Regions from separate parts of the Sus scrofa genome. Here region 2 is linked to region 1. The links are chromatin contacts, called in public HiChIP or PLAC-seq maps. All regions are on one chromosome and are shown on one strand. The core of a region is the stretch at or near the end of the contact, and the rest is flanking DNA. Distances in the headings are between cores, read along the strand shown. Region 1 holds the start of UNK (RING finger protein unkempt homolog). Region 2 holds the start of RECQL5 (ATP-dependent DNA helicase Q5).

Evidence for each region. HiChIP or PLAC-seq counts read pairs in DNA pulled down with a chosen protein or histone mark.
Region 2: a contact with region 1 is called in an H3K27ac HiChIP or PLAC-seq map of alveolar macrophages. The contact joins the promoter of RECQL5 here to the promoter of UNK in region 1. A contact is called at or near these places in 2 of 47 Hi-C or Micro-C datasets (epiblast stem cells and liver) and 1 of 2 datasets of contacts at active chromatin or transcription factors (alveolar macrophages).

The regions. Positions count from the first base shown.
Region 1 is chr12:5,625,632-5,630,134 of Sscrofa11.1, reverse strand. It overlaps UNK (RING finger protein unkempt homolog), which reads left to right and starts at 1,886. Exons shown (of 15, transcript XM_021066619.1): 1 at 1,886-2,090. The coding sequence starts at 1,987.
Region 2 is chr12:5,729,706-5,734,208 of Sscrofa11.1, reverse strand. It overlaps RECQL5 (ATP-dependent DNA helicase Q5), which reads right to left and starts at 1,873. Exons shown (of 20, transcript XM_021066624.1): 1 at 1,691-1,873; 2 at 918-1,049. The coding sequence starts at 1,035. SAP30BP (SAP30-binding protein) reads left to right here and starts at 1,963. Exons shown (of 11, transcript XM_003357968.4): 1 at 1,963-2,148; 2 at 3,376-3,485. The coding sequence starts at 2,043.

The DNA of each region.
Region 1 (4,503 bases), core at 637-3,136:
AAATACCTTGTCATCTTTTTCGACTGCTCAGACGGTCTGGAGAAGGAACGGGCTCCTAAATTAACACCCATTTTGAGTTCCAAGGCTTTTCTTGGAGATCCCAAACCCGGTTCATCCCTTGCTTTCTGCAAGAGAGATGGTCTAGTTACCTGCCCACCTTCAGTTTTGCTAATTTTTAGAGAGGAACTAAAACTGCTTCGGGAGAAACTAGGTATGAATTCACATTCGTCATTTAAGGATGATGAGTGGAAATAGTTTGTCCTCCTTACTTGGCAGTCATACAGGTTATGTTTTTTCTAAGCAGCACAGGAAATGGGGAGCAACTGAAAATGTTGATACAAACAATGCAGAATGGGATGCAGCATCTGGCTACGGTCCTAGTTCCTGTTCTGTCACAGACTTAGAAACTCGGTGCAAGTTACTTAATCTCTCTGAGTTTCGGTTTCCTCTCCTGTAAATTAAGCAGCTTGGATGATATCATCTCCCAATTCTACCCGTACACTCTTATTCTGAAGTTCATGGTACACACACATTTAAAATCCAGCCGTCTGAACTATCTTTCTCCATTCAAATCACACTTGGGTATTCGGGGTGGGGTGGGGTGGGGGGAATAACAGATAAGCCAATTATCTGCATTTAATAGGATTAAAGCAATACACCTCAACTTGTTTCTCCTTTTGGAATTTTTCATCTTCAAACGCCCCTAGTGGTGAAACAATTGATTTGGCCTGTTTAAGAAATACTCGTTTCTCAGCTTTGTAGGCTGACAATTTGGCTTCTGATGTGGTTACTTGGAACTAAATAAAATAGGCATGTGTCAGTCCTGCATATTAACACTTTTACATTCACCCCTTCCTGCTTTGCCCCTAAGGTTACTGGGAATGTGTTTCTTTTACGAGATTAGCATGAGTTAATGTTACTTAATAAGATACAAATCAGTCTTTAAAACAATGTCTTTAAATAGATTAAATAAGGAAAACAAAGTTAAGATGGTAAGTTTCAAGTATCTATGAAGAACTTCATCTGACTGGAGGGAAGCGGGGAGGAGACATTTTCCCAAGTAGAAAGGCTGGCATTCAGAGCAGGAAACTAGGGTAAATTATAATAAATCGCACTCCTGACTCAAACCCAGGCCCTTCCTCTGGACACTGTGATGCTTCTCGAAGCCCCCTGCAACTTGCCAGTGCACCTGAGACTATGCTAGATGGAGATTAAGTTCGTCCTTGGCCCTTAACGTACTGGAAACAAATTGGTCAGGCCAAGTGTCGAGCTGAGAAAGGACTGAAACCGTGGAGTTCCAGGTTTCAGAGCTCGTAAAGGTGTATGGAGCGCCTGAGCAAAGGCGCAGGAACAGAGTACTGGGTTGTGTAGCTCTTCGTTAGCAGAGCTTTCTCACGCTGACTTCCAGCAGGCCGACTTTCCCTTATGATTTTCAGCTTGTTCCCGCTGAACGAGCGAGGATGTTGGCAGAGTCCAGGTGCCTGAAGCTCAAAGGCCCATTGCTCAGGGCGGCATCAGAACCGAGCCCAAGCTTTGCTAAGTATGGAGGCGAGATAATTATTACACTGTTGGCCGTGGAATTACACTTGGAACTGTTTCACTGCAGTCGTTAAGCCCTCCCTAGCTCTGGGCCTCTTCTACTCCAGGTGCTCCAGTTTCAGGCAAAGGTTCCCCCACGAACGGGGAAACCGGCTGTTAAGGAGAGACAGGGCGAGACTGCAATCCCCAGAAACCGTCTCGGGCCCTCAGCATCCGGGATACCGTCTGCAAGGCTCTCTGGGTATTGTGGTCCGTTCCTTTGGCAGCAACCCTCGGCGGACGGTAAAATTCCAGCCTGACCCAGGACTACAACTCCCAGCAACCCTCGCTGCCGTGCGGGGGGTCTTCACGTTCTCGTGGCGCGGCGCAGGCGCACTAGTGCCTCGGCGCGGACCGCGCAGACTGAATAATAAAAGGGGAGCGGCGAAGAGGCAGGAAGACAGGACCATGTCGAAGGGCCCCGGGCCCGGCGGCTCCGCAGCTTCCTCGGCGCCCCCGGCCGCTACCGCTCAGGTGCTGCAGGCACAGCCCGAGAAACCGCAGCACTACACGTACGTAGAGCCCCCCCCCCCGCCGCGCGCGCACGCCTGACGTCAGCGGCCAGCGTGAGTCACGCGCGCAGGGAGAGCGCGAGGCGGCCTCTCCCTCCCCCCTTTCCTCCGTCCCGGCCCAGACCGGTTCCAACCTGCTAGGGCCGGTCCCAACTGCCTCCAACTGCCACCAACCTTTGGTCGGGCTGTGGGGCGGGAAACCCAGTCCCGCCGCAAGTGGGGAAGGAGGGAGCTCGCGGCGCAGAGTGCACACATCTCAGGCCTGGCCTTCGAGGCCTAACTGGTTCTCAGGCCATAAAACCACAGTCCCAGGCACTCTCGGGGGGGATAAGAAGTCCAAGACGCGACCAGGATGCGTTCCTAAGGGGCCAGCCCTAGAACGGCCTATGAATGACCACTAGCGTGAAGTTCTGTTAGGCGACCTGTGTTCTGTGCACAGGAGGCCTTGTGCGTCCCTAAGGCCCAAGTGTTGTCCACTTTGGCTGGAATTTACTTAAAAACATTTGACCCAGGCCAAGTCAGGGATCCCGAAGGTGATGGGGTCCGAATATGTTCTCAGGCCCAACCCAGCTGTGGCCTCAGAGGGACCCCCAAATGCTGACACTGCAAGAGTCCAGTAAGATGGAAAACCTCTTCCTGGGAATCTGCTTGTGTCTAAATGTAGGTCCCTTTCGTCTTTTTATTTCCTTTCAGGGCACTTCAAGCAACTCCCTAGTGCTAGGTACTTGATGAGAAAGAAAGGTGAAGAAGGCAGACCCTCCCTTTAAGCAGAATGTTGGGTTTCCATTTTCCCTGATGCTCTTTGCCTCGCATCTCCTTGGGCTGCCAAAATGTGTGCATGTTTGGAAGGATCCCCAAGTGTACCTCAATCTGGCCGGAGATTTGGAATGTGGGAGTTGAACAACCGTTAAGGGGCACACAGTAATGCTGTCTGGTGACCCAGAGCAAGAAGCGTGTGTTGGAATAGAAAGAACTAGAAGTCCACAGGGGAGCTCTCGTTCGTCACTCACAGAAGTCAGACTCTGTGAGTGGGAAACTCTTCTGGAATAAGGCAAAGAGGGTTTAAGGAAGTGTATTGGTTTCCTTGCGAGATTCTCTGCTATCGATTGAAATCATCTGAAACTTTATTGACTTCAGTCTGACTCATGCCACCTGTAACTTTTCTAATGTGGCCCTTGTTTGGTGCTGGAGTTCTTTCTGCAATCCTTCCCTTGGTGTTAGAAGAATTCAGTGATGAGGGGAGTGGTATGGTCAGGCAGCAGTATGGTCTTCTGCCAACCTCACCTAGTTGGAGCTTATTTTTAATCTCTGGTTGCTCAGACCATGTCTTTCAGTAAAATTTTACGTTTTTAGTAATGTGGGTCTTGGTTTCAGCAGCCTCTGTTTCTGTGTTGGGTTGTCATTGAGTATAGTATGGAATCTGTATTAGAAAGCCTTGCTAATCGTTTTGGAATTGAGGGATGAAGCAAGTCAGCAGCTGCGTTAGTCTCTGAGTCTGTCCTCTTGATGCTCATTTATTTCAGATCTGTCTTTTCATCCCTTGTCGGGTAAGTACAGAGTAATCAATCAGTTTTGGCTCTTGAAGTGGCTTAGTATATCAACAGTAGCAGATGTAAAGCCCAAGCCTCATTGGATGGTTGGAGGTTGGAGGTGTTCCCATCTTTTTATTTTCTGGGGGGGGTGTTATCTTAAAAAATCAGAGATAGAAATTAGTTGTCTGTCTTGGTAGATTTATAGGCATTCAAACCTTGATTTGGAAAGCTTCATTCCCTTCTCACTGAGGTCGTAGGAACAGGGAGCATAAGGACACTGATGATGGCACCAGTATGCTTGTTGGCCCTGGTTTTTTTTTTTTTTTTTTTTTTTTTTAATGGGGGAACCCCTCTGTTGTCTTTAGAGGTTAGGAGACACAAACATTTTAACTTTGAGTATTGGCTATAAAATTTTGAGCTGCCCAGCATTTTTTTTCATTCTCTTTTGTAGCATGACTTTCCAGAATTTGTTCCAGTCTGAATATAATCTTAGCTACTGCATTGATCCCATTGTTGAATCCGGGTGGAGACCCCCTTTTGGGTTTTTTTTTTTTTTTTTGAATGTTTGTATTTTTTTAACCTGTCAAAATATTTTACCTTTTAAAACTGTCTTATACATTAATTATGTTAATATTGTGTATTTTTTGTACCTGATGTTGTTTGAGCTCATGTGACATGTGGTAATTTTGTAATAATCCAGAAGAGATTTGCATTAAAGTTGAATCCCACTCATTGTAATAGTAATCTTGGCAAACACAGTTGAAATCCATCAAAAGCAGAAAAATTGCCTGCCTATTGGCTTGCTTCTCGCCCTTTATTCTTACCCCACGACCAAAGCCCTAGAGTTTGAGCTCTCCTTTTCCTAAACCAAGAGGATTATT
Region 2 (4,503 bases), core at 624-3,123, 100 kb before region 1:
TCCCTGGCCTCACTCAGTGGATTGAGGATCTGGTGTTGCCATGAGCTGTGATGCAGGTTGCAGGTGTGCCTTGGATCTGGCGTTGCTGTGGCTGTGGCGTAGGCCAGCAGCTGCAGCTCTGATTCGACCCCTAGCCTGGGAACTTCCTGGTGCTGCACCCTCGGCCCTAAAAAGCAAAAAAAGAAGACAGAATCTGCTAGAATACGGATCAGTGAACTGAGCAGCTATGCAAGCTGAATACTTCTGGATCAGTGGGCTTATCTGTGTAGACATGGAAGCAACATCACCTAGAGGTCTTTTGTTGATAAATGTTATCATGTAATTAACATCGTACTGCTGCTCCCCTCTGGACAACCTCTATTTATCAACAAACTTCAGGCTTATAATATTATCACACCTTCCTTCCCCATTTGGGACTCAGGCCACGCCATCTTCAACAATGGAATTACCTACGAGGCCAGTGACTGGCTTAGGCTATGTCTGCTATCCCTCCGTTACTGCCTATACACCAACAAATGAGAATGGAAATTTACGAATTGTTTCCAAAGATAACCTTAGCTCTGACTATGAATATAAGAGGCAAAACAGCTGGGTGGTTCTGCCAATAAAACTGCAAGTTTGGGGGAGTTCCCTGGTGGCTCAGCAGGATAAGGATCTGGCGGTGTCACTGCTGTGGCTCAGGCGCAATCCCTGACCCCGGAACTTCCACGTGCAGCCAAAAAGAAAGAGAGAGAGAGAGAGAGAGAGAGAGAGAGAGAGAGAAAGCTTCAAGTTTTGGGTGACAGGTCTGTAAGATCTCCAAAACCAAACATGGCCCAAGGGTGGGAAGGTAAGAAGGGTCAAAAAGAAGGCGTTCTTTGGTGGTGTTAGGGGACAGCCAGCACAAGTGTAAACACAGGCAGTTTGGTTAATATTACCTTTCACTACAGCCATGATCGCACTCTCCTGTAAAGGCGTCTTAAAAGAGTCAAACCCAAAGACCTTCTTCAACGTGCTCCGGACGCGACGCTCAGGGTCAAAAGGGTGGGTGCTCATCTTACCAATAGACAGTGGCCAAATGTTAAGGCAAAGGTGATGATCCTATGGTTGCAACAAGAACCCCCTGTTCTGCTTTTCAAAGACTGCTTATTTTTTCTGAGTAAAAATTTGCTTTTTTTCTTTTTTTGACCAGACTCCTGGCATGTGGAACATCCCTGGTCAATAATCAAATCTGAGCTGCAGCTGCAACCTACGCTACAGCTGAGGCAAAGCAGGATCCTTAACCCACTGCGCCACGGCAGGAACTAAATTTGCTTTGTTACACTCGAACGATATATTATTTTCAAGAAATATAGCTCCGGGTGAACAGCCTCCAGCAATACATTCCTAGGTAAATGACATCTCCATTCTTACGCTCAGTGAAAATAACACATCGAACTATGCCAGGCCCCAGCATAGCACAGAGCTGGAAATTAGATCACGAGAAGAAGCACAAATGTCTTCGGAAGGATTTGGAGGAAGTGGAATTATTTTTCTATGACCCACCCTTTGCTCTACAAGCACAGCCATGAGGACCACTCTTCCCCCCAGGACCCCGACACCTTCTTCCCAACCCCCAGAGGAAAGCTCTTCCTTCATCCTCCTCTGAGCCTCAGATTCGCTCTTTTCTCCCTTCCCCAGCCAAAGCCTCCCTCTCTTCACCCCAAGATATCAGAGCCGGCAGTGGGCTCCCAGGGGCGAAGGGCTCTTGTCGGGCCGCTGCTGCCCACGGGCTCGGGAACTACTCGAAGACCCCCATAACCCTCAGGTAACCCTGAGAAGCCAAACCGCTGGGACTGCAATGTCAGGTAAAACCCACTTAATCCTGAATCCGTCTCGCAGTGATGACGTTCTGCCGGCGCGGGGATGAGGGGCGGAGCCAAGCGCGGAAACGGCCTTTTTGATTGGTTCTCTGTCTGAAACAGGCGCGGGGTCTCCTGGGATCCGGAAGAAGTCGCCTTTCTGCACGGAAGTCGGCTTTTTGGAGTCATAGAAGTGAGGCGCGCCGGGTGTGCGGGAATAAGATGGCGGGGAAGAAGAATGTCCTGTCGTCTCTGGCAGTTTATGCGGAAGATTCAGAGCCCGAGTCTGACGGCGAAGCTGGAGTGGAAACGGCAGGCAGCGCGGCTGGTGAGTAGGGAGCTAGAAGGGGGGAAATCGGGTGTCTGCCCTGAATGATGCTTCCCTAATAGGGCGGGAGGGAAAGAGGGAGTCTTTGTGCCCCAAGCATCGGGCGCCGGAGCCCCGGAGGGTGCTCAGGGTCCTGGGCTAGACCGAGCGTTAGATGCTCTTTTGTAAGAATGGACCGTCTCCTTCTGTTGATTCGATTATCCTGTCGGAACCTATTGAAAGTCTTCTCCGTACTGGGCATCATACCGGGGAGAAGGGTGGACCAAGGGTGGAGAGGATCCAAGGCTTCTGAACCACTGCATATTTTGTCCGGGCTTATTGTTTGGTGGAGGAGAGCGAAACTTTTAATTAGTAATGTACCCTAGACGTGTCTCGGAGCTTTTAAAATGACACGCATCCGGTCTCCACTGTCAAAGAGAGTAATTCTGTACATCTGGGGAAGGATCTGAGCATTTGCGAGCTTTCCAAGGCTCCTTGGTGATTCCATTACTTTGTGAGTTGTCAAAGCCCACCAGTGATTTTGTTGCCCTGCTCAGGTTGAGAATCACGTTACTAGGAAGTGAGAGCAGATTTTTATGGCAGTATAGAGAGGCAGCAAATTACCCAGTGTATCTGGACCTTGGTTTCCTCATCTGGAAAGTGAGGGAGGATTTGGCCTCGTTTAGCTTCTCATAGTTTTGTGTGGTCTTTGCCTGTCAGGAGGCTCTCTGGTGGTTTCTTGGTAATTTGTATTGTTTGGGGGGGGTTGCTGATGTTTGGGGTTTTTTTTAAACATAGAAAGAGATTTTGTTTCTCAAGTAGGTATAAATGGGGAACCTCTCGAGGTGGCCCCTGTTCAAGGTCCTGTTCCTAGGGGAGGACATTTGAGTCCTGATCTTGTAAGAAAAGACAAGTTCATTGGTGCCTGGGATACAAGGTAGACATATGCAGATCGAAAGAGATGCTTGACGTGGTACAATAGTTCAGAGAAGGGAAGGCTTCCGTTGGCATAATGGATGGCTTGGAAGCACTGGAAATGGAATTTAATGTTACTCGGTGTTCTTCCCTGTTCTTGTAAGGAATTCATACTCTAAAGGTAGTAACTTTCCCCAAAGCGGAATCTGGGCCTAAGGTCATTTAGGTTTTCTTTTGATCTTCGGAAATAATCCTGGCCACTCAAATCACCCAAGTGTTTCCTTGCGTTCTTTTCCCCATTCATTTTTTTTTTTTTTTCCCCTTCTGTTTAAGAGGAGAAAGGCGGGTTGGTATCTGAAGCCTATGGAGAGGATGATTTTTCTCGCCTCGGGGGTGACGAAGATGGTTATGAAGAAGAAGAGGATGAGAACAGCAAGCAGTCGGTAAGGACATCTGTTCCCAAATCGAAAGCTGTTCAAAGCACCATTTCATTTGTCAGAAACTCTGACCTGTCCCGACTGTGTTCCACTTCGTGCCTAATTTCACTGTCACCCACCCACCACCAGACACCACACTTTCGTTTGTTTGTTTGTTTAGTGTCAGTTGAGGAAGCTGGGTTGGATATCAGTTGTTCTATTCGAAAACAACTTGTTCTATTTGGTGTCACCCGAACCATTTTGTATAAACCTTTGACTTGCAATTTGGGGGGAAAGATAGTGGACACTCTTATTCACCCCAGACATCAGTGGGTGTTTTATGTTGGTTTTCCCCTTTTAGATAAGTTACTCCATTTGTAACCGTGCGTTCATCCTAATTGGTGTGTCATTTATCTCTGCAATCAACTCTTATTATTTTTAATCTTGGTTGGGGCTCATTCAAATCTTTCAGCTTATTAAAAGATTAGGAAGGAGTTCGCCTGTGGTGCAGAGGGTTAAGGATCCAGCATTGTCACTGCAGTGGCTTGGGTTGCTGCTGTGGCACGGTTCGATTCCTGACCCAAGGACTTCTACATGCTGTGGGTACAGCCAAAAAAAAAAAAAAAAAAAAAAAAAAGATTAGGAAGGATGGTTATTTTGTTTTATTTACAGTTCGGTTCTTCTTAACTACTTTCTCGACTTTTTAACTTGGCACCTCTTATCAGTGTTCTTGATCACAGTCTGGCTGAAAGTTTAGTACGTGCGAATAAAGAAAAGAGGATTTGTGTCTTAATTAACCAAAAGGACTTTAAGTGCACTGTCACCTGAGCATCATGAGCCAGAATTTATTTTATTTATTTTTATTTTTTTGTCTTTTTGCCATTTCTTGGGCCGCTCCCGCGGTATATGGAGGTTCCCAGGCTAGGGGTCTAATCAGAGCTGTAGCCACCGGCCTACACCAGAGCCACAGCAACGCGGGATCCGAGCCGCGTCTGTGACCTACACCACAGCTCACGGCAACGCCGGATCATTAACCCACTGAGCA